Linked DNA regions of Gossypium hirsutum: region 2 is linked to region 1. The links are chromatin contacts, called in public Hi-C maps. All regions are on one chromosome and are shown on one strand. The core of a region is the stretch at or near the end of the contact, and the rest is flanking DNA. Distances in the headings are between cores, read along the strand shown.

Evidence for each region. Hi-C and Micro-C count contacts between places; a contact is called where the count stands out from the background.
Region 2: a contact with region 1 is called in a Hi-C map of leaf, with 3 times the contacts expected there. The contact joins the enhancer-like site here to the promoter of LOC107955142 in region 1. A contact is called at or near these places in 3 of 34 Hi-C or Micro-C datasets (hypocotyl and leaf).

What each region holds. Positions count from the first base shown.
Region 1 is chrD04:12,307,188-12,310,023 of Gossypium_hirsutum_v2.1, forward strand. It overlaps LOC107955142, which reads left to right and starts at 1,365. Exons shown (of 6, transcript XM_016890869.2): 1 at 1,365-1,877; 2 at 2,471-2,555. The coding sequence starts at 1,719.
Region 2 is chrD04:12,590,264-12,593,443 of Gossypium_hirsutum_v2.1, forward strand. No RefSeq gene overlaps it. Among protein-coding and RNA genes, the nearest start is that of LOC121216660, 3.2 kb to the right of the region's middle. Within about 2 kb of position 1,483, at least 3 of the 9 cell types and tissues checked have an H3K27ac peak or open chromatin away from gene starts, as enhancers often do. A contact at or near this core is called in hypocotyl and leaf, where this site is marked.

The DNA.
Region 1 (2,836 bases), core at 115-2,614:
AGGAACACAAATTAAATTTCGGCTATATATGTCCTCTTTTTTTCTTCCATAAAATTGTATAACAAAAGAATATTTTAAGTGGGATTCATTTGAATTTAATAAAGATAGCTTTATACAACTTGTACTATATATTAAATTTTTGATTGAGTTGTTATTATGAGTTAATCGAGAATCAACTCAATTAATAATTATTAAAATACAATTACTTTATAAAATAAATTATATTATTTAATGATGTTTTTATTTTTTATATTTTTTATATAAATATTATACACCCAATAAGATTTGACTTAAGACACTATATTTTTCAACATATTTATTTTACCATTTCAACAAAAGACTCAATTGTTTTATATATTATTTTTATAATATATTTATTACATATATTATTAATATCCTCAGTATAAAGATTGAAGGTAATTTAGGAATCATATTAAAAAATTAATCATATATTCTTAATGATCGTTATTGCAAGGAAGCCGGGCTGGCTCTAAAAGAAGTTTACAAAGTGTTGTAGATAAAGTGGTACTTTCATTACCCACAATTGCCATATAAGAGTATGAGCTCAAATCTCGTTAAGAGCAAATGTTGGCATTTCCTCGTGAATGGAGGCACTCTCACTCCATGAACCCTCTGAGGCTCTTAGTAGAGTCGGGAGACAAAACTTGAATAAAATTGGGCATAGATACCTCAGGTCCAAACCGACCTGTTGAGAGGTTTATTGACTCCGGACAAATGACACTTCACAGATTTTTTTCGGAAGCTCGACTTCCCCTCAACAATGTAATCTATTAACATAATACAATATATATTTGTTTATTTTTACAATGACTTATATTTTTTTTGTTCAAATGAGAATGTATAATTAATTGTAACATTAGTACAAAAAAAAATACTAAAGATCTTAAAAACATTTGATAGCTTAAGAGAAATAACAACAGTTGCAGACTTGACATAAAAATCAAACCATACCAAAAAGGAGCAAACAATTTATATTATATCTAATAATTTTATAAAGAAATAATTATGTACAGATAATACGTATATTTGAGTCATATTCTTTATTAAAAAAAAAAAGAAGTACCCAAGGAGACACGTGGCAAACAAGGGTTGGAATTGAATCAAATGAGATGTCCAACTTGTGTTTGGTGTTTGAATGATACATGCATAGCCATTTGTCAAAAAACCAGACATAAAAAATGAACGAATTCACATGGGTTTTCCTTTTCTAGGCTTTAGCAAAAATACCCTTTGTCTAATTCTCTTTCGATCTTCAAAATGGGATTGAACAAAAGGAGCTCAAACAGTGAAAACCCCCTTTTCTTGGGCTTATAAATAGGCTTGGATCCTTTGCCAACCAACAAACATATCTCTACATCTGCACTGCAAACTCTTCACGTGTTTCTCAGCTTTCTCTGTCCCTCTCTTTTGCTTTCCTTCTCTTACCTCCTTCCTACCTCTCTTGCACTCTTCTTTACTTTTATCTCTTTGGTTTGTTTCTTTTGTTTTGTGAGAAAAAAGAAAATCTTATCCACTGGCCTGACATTGCCAGCCACCTTTTTGTCTTTGTCTTTCTTGTTCGGTCTCGTTCTTTGAGGGTTGTTTATTGTTTTAAGATATATATATCTCAAAGAGTAGTTTTGTTCGTTGGTTGACAAAGAAAGATAGTTTTTTTAAACCCCAAAAAGGAAAAAAAAAAGTTTACTTATTTTTCTGGTATGGAAAACAAAAGGCAAGTGAGTGGCTCTTCATCATCATCATCATCATCATCTTCATCGTCTGTTTCTTTGGATCATCTCTTTGGTCCAAAGGACTCTTCTTCTTCATCAACTACCACAACTGGGCTTTTTGGGACTATTTTTCCCCCTCCATCAGTGGTAAACCCTTTTGCTCTGCATTTTCTATCCATAAAATGATACAGCTTTGTTGATTTTGACGAAAAAAGAAATACCCTTTTACTCATTAGTTACCTATTTACTTGCAGACATGTGAAATTATGATACTGGGGGATAATATACTTTGATTGGAAGTAACTGAGAAGTTGATATATTTAGGATAAAGCTGGTTTAATTGTATTTAGGGTTTGTATATTTCTTTTTCTAACATTATGGATTTATATATTTCAAGTGAATGATTCTTTAAAAAAGATGCAAAGAGATGCTTTATATAATACACTAAAATTCTATACATCATGTGCTTGGATATATTCACTAAGTGGATAGATGCTAGCTAGTGGGGTTTACCGGTCAATTTTTCTTTGTAACATCTTAAATTTGCAAAGTTAATATGTATATTCCAATGCTAGCTAGTGGTGGGCGAAAAGTTGGCTTTGGACTTTGCATTAATGGAATTATTGGTGACCTCTGGCTATGTATGGCTTGTTTTAATTGTGGTTATCCATTTTTGTTCTAATTTTTATAGGTTTTTAATGGTGAATAGATCTAAATTGTTCTCTCTTTTCTGATTTCAGGTGCTGGGGAGGGACTCAACTCACTCCGGAATTAGAGGTTCATGGAATACTCAGGGTTTGCCCCATCATGCCAGATATGGAACAGGTTTTTTTGTTGCCTTCTTGTATTAATTTTTAGCATTTCTCCTTGCATTTTTCTCCTAGTTTTCTTCTGTTTGACATATTTGGATATATATATATATGTGCGCGCTTGACACGTATCTGAATACGAGGATATGATATATAAAAAAATTAAACATGTAGATTAATTATGTTAGTTATAATAAAACTTCATGTGGGATCTTAATGAGAATAGTTAAGTTTGGTTTATAGTCAAGCAAGAAACAAAAATGAGAGATGAGAATGTTGCTCATGCATGTTTTGTTT
Region 2 (3,180 bases), core at 233-2,732, 280 kb after region 1:
TTAAAAAAATTATTACACAGAAAAACTTAAAGAAATAGAACAAAAAGAACAAAAATCCCCCCAATTATTTGTTGACACTGTCAAACTCTGTCCCTTCATCCATGTTATCAACTAATATGAATTTGATTACGAGTTTAGAATTTGATCCATGATTTGATATGCCCATTCGTCTAAATAGATACTTTCTCAGAAAAAAGGGAAGTTAAGCTTAGAACTTGAAATGTATTTAGGTATTGGAATGGAAGAACGGAATGAATAAAAATTGATAAAACGAAACTTGATCCAGAAATGAACCAGCATTATGAAACAGTGTGACCTGATTTCTACAAAGCAAAGTTAAGTCTTAACAAGTTGGTTGTTTTAAGAAAGATCGTAGCCCATTATCTATATTGAGATAGGAACCAACGATATAGGATGATCGTCACACTTCAGAAAGAGTTGAGAAGGGAAGTGATAGGATCTATTAATGAACAGCGCATGAAGGTAAGTTCATGATAAGTTTGGTTTTATTCCTGAAAAGAAGAAAGTATAAAATCAGTTTAAGTTTCAAAGTTGATTGATTGGTTCATTCACTCTTACAAAGTGACCTAGGTCGAATATTTATAGGCCTTGAAAAATGCCTCTTCAAAACCGGCCATACGTGTATCCCTTAGGTACAAAGTATTTTCACATTACATGAACCCACATTTAATGTTTGGAAATTCATCATTCATTCCCCCTTGTGTCGTCCATGCATCTTTAGCCCTTAAGCAATGTTTGTTCATCTTTAAGCATTTAATTAGCAGGAATAATTCATGCACATGCATCCAAATTGAATGGTCCCTTCATGCACTCCTTAATGGCCGAATATCCATGCATGGAAATGGGAGATGGATTGACTCTTAAGCTACTGGTTCATGAACAATTCCTCTCATACATTCATCTCCACTTGACCATTAAAATGCCTTCATGAATCAGCCTTTAAGTGACCGAAAATTCCATACATCTTCATGTAGTTGAATGGCCCTTGGATCATCACTTGAATGGTTACATTTGTTCCCCAAACTGGCCACCCATCGGTGTTCCATTAGAGCACAATAAACAACATTTACGACACTTTAAATATGATAATAAAGTTGTAATAAATTTGGGCAAATTTAATAGCTAAATTAAAAAATATTTAAAATGCAATTAAAGTGAATAAATAAACTAACAACTAATTTAACTAAAAACCACCAAAATTAAAGTTTAGCAATCATGAGCTGAGGGAAATTAAATAAATGAAAAACTAGTTGTGGGAAAGCAACCAAACAATCTTCTTAGACTTAATTCATCACGTGCAACAAGTTGCACCAACCTGGATCCTTAACTGGAGCCAAATAGTTGCTGAACGGATTGGGTTCAGCCAATAGATGTTGAATTAGGCCTATGAATGACTCCTTCATTTTCTTGGCCTTAGCTCGCGTAATGGGACCCAAAGGAATTTTAAGGGCATCACGAACCATTCTTTCTTCTGACAATTCTTCTAGATTCGACCCAAATGTTGTGGGATTAGGCTTCTTGAGATTGGGCCTATAAGTTGTATACGAGATCACGTCATCAACATCCTACCTAGATGTAGCAAAATCCTCAGGTTCGATTCTGCGAGTCGGGTTCCAAGGTTAGAAGATGAAATATTTTCCTTTTGAGTCAGAAATTCTCTCTGACAGTAACGAGTACCTTGCCTCAAAAGCGACCATTTAGTTCCAAGAACTGTGACTACTTTCAAAACATCTTGAATTCTTTTCGCATTAACATCTTCACATAGGGTCAAGAAATCATCGTTCTCAATATCAGGCAAATCAAACAAGCCATTGATGACTAATGTTGTTAGAAACAATTCCCTTTCTCCCATCTGCAATATTGTTACTGTAGACAGATTAAAATGAGAATAAAATTCTTGAACAATACCTTAATCCGAAAGATTTCAGACATCAAAAACTACTTTCCATCCCCGTTCATTAACGACTTCCTGAATGAATACCGGCGCATCGGCATCGCTATTACTAGTAAGCTGGAAACCCTTATCCAGGAGCATCGATTTTTTCTTAAAGATCGTAATATATCGTGCTCTTGCAATCAGAGTTCAGAACAAGGGTTTTAATCAGTCTGAATATTCACTCTTTTCCATTTTCGAGACATAATACTCTTGTTTATGTGCAGGGAGATCTGGTCGCTTAGGGTGGTAGTCGTTTATTTCTGATACAAAGAGCTGCTACTACTGGCTATGCGACTAGGTGGTGGCAAGGGAGTGGAGCGGATGGATGCTGCAATTGGTTTTATGGTGCTTGTGGATGGTGGAAAAAGAGTTGTTGTTCGGTGATGGTGTCACAATATGGTGGTGTGCAACGGTGACGGGGTAAGGGAGAAAGGTGCGGCAATTTGGCTGTCATGGGTGGTGTAGCAGGCTGCTGATGAAGGTGACAATTGATCGTGGAGGGAAAGGCGAGGGCGTGGGATGGGGAAGGCTAGGCGGTGACGCTTGAAGGTGGAGAGAATGAGACAGGATCGACGGTAAGTTGGAATGGAAAAGTCAAGGCCGCGACGGTTGGGAAGAGAACCAAGGGAAACAAAAAAAGAAAAGAAACACAATAATAAAAAGTAAAATCATAATTTTACCTAATTCAAAAATTAAGCTAATAAGGGATTTCTTTATTATTATTCTTTATTTACATATTTATATATATTAGGTACATAATAACTAATTTTATTTATTTACGGACTACTCAATTTTTTTTTAAATTAGCAGCCTTCCAGCATAAAAATCATTACGGATCAATTAAAGTGAGTTAAATAATTTTTTCCGCTCAAATTCACCGGTTCGACAATGTTTCAACCATTGCCCACTTACCTTAATCTTACCTTCATAAGGAAAGGCTTGACTGACAGTGGAATTCTCAGGTCATCGAAGTTTAAGTTTTACCTAGATCAAATACCCAAGATCGGGTCAACCTTCACTAACCCTCGATAGTCAAAATTATTCTAGCAGTGGTAAATGATCCTAACTACCGGGACTTCAGTTTCCCTGGATCAAATACTCTATTTTGGAACCGTCTTTTCTGACCTTTATTAGACTCTTCATCAGCTTTTGAAAATCTTCCATGTGTATACCAATAACAACTGTTACCTTGAGAATCTGTAATATGACATTCGGTATCCTTT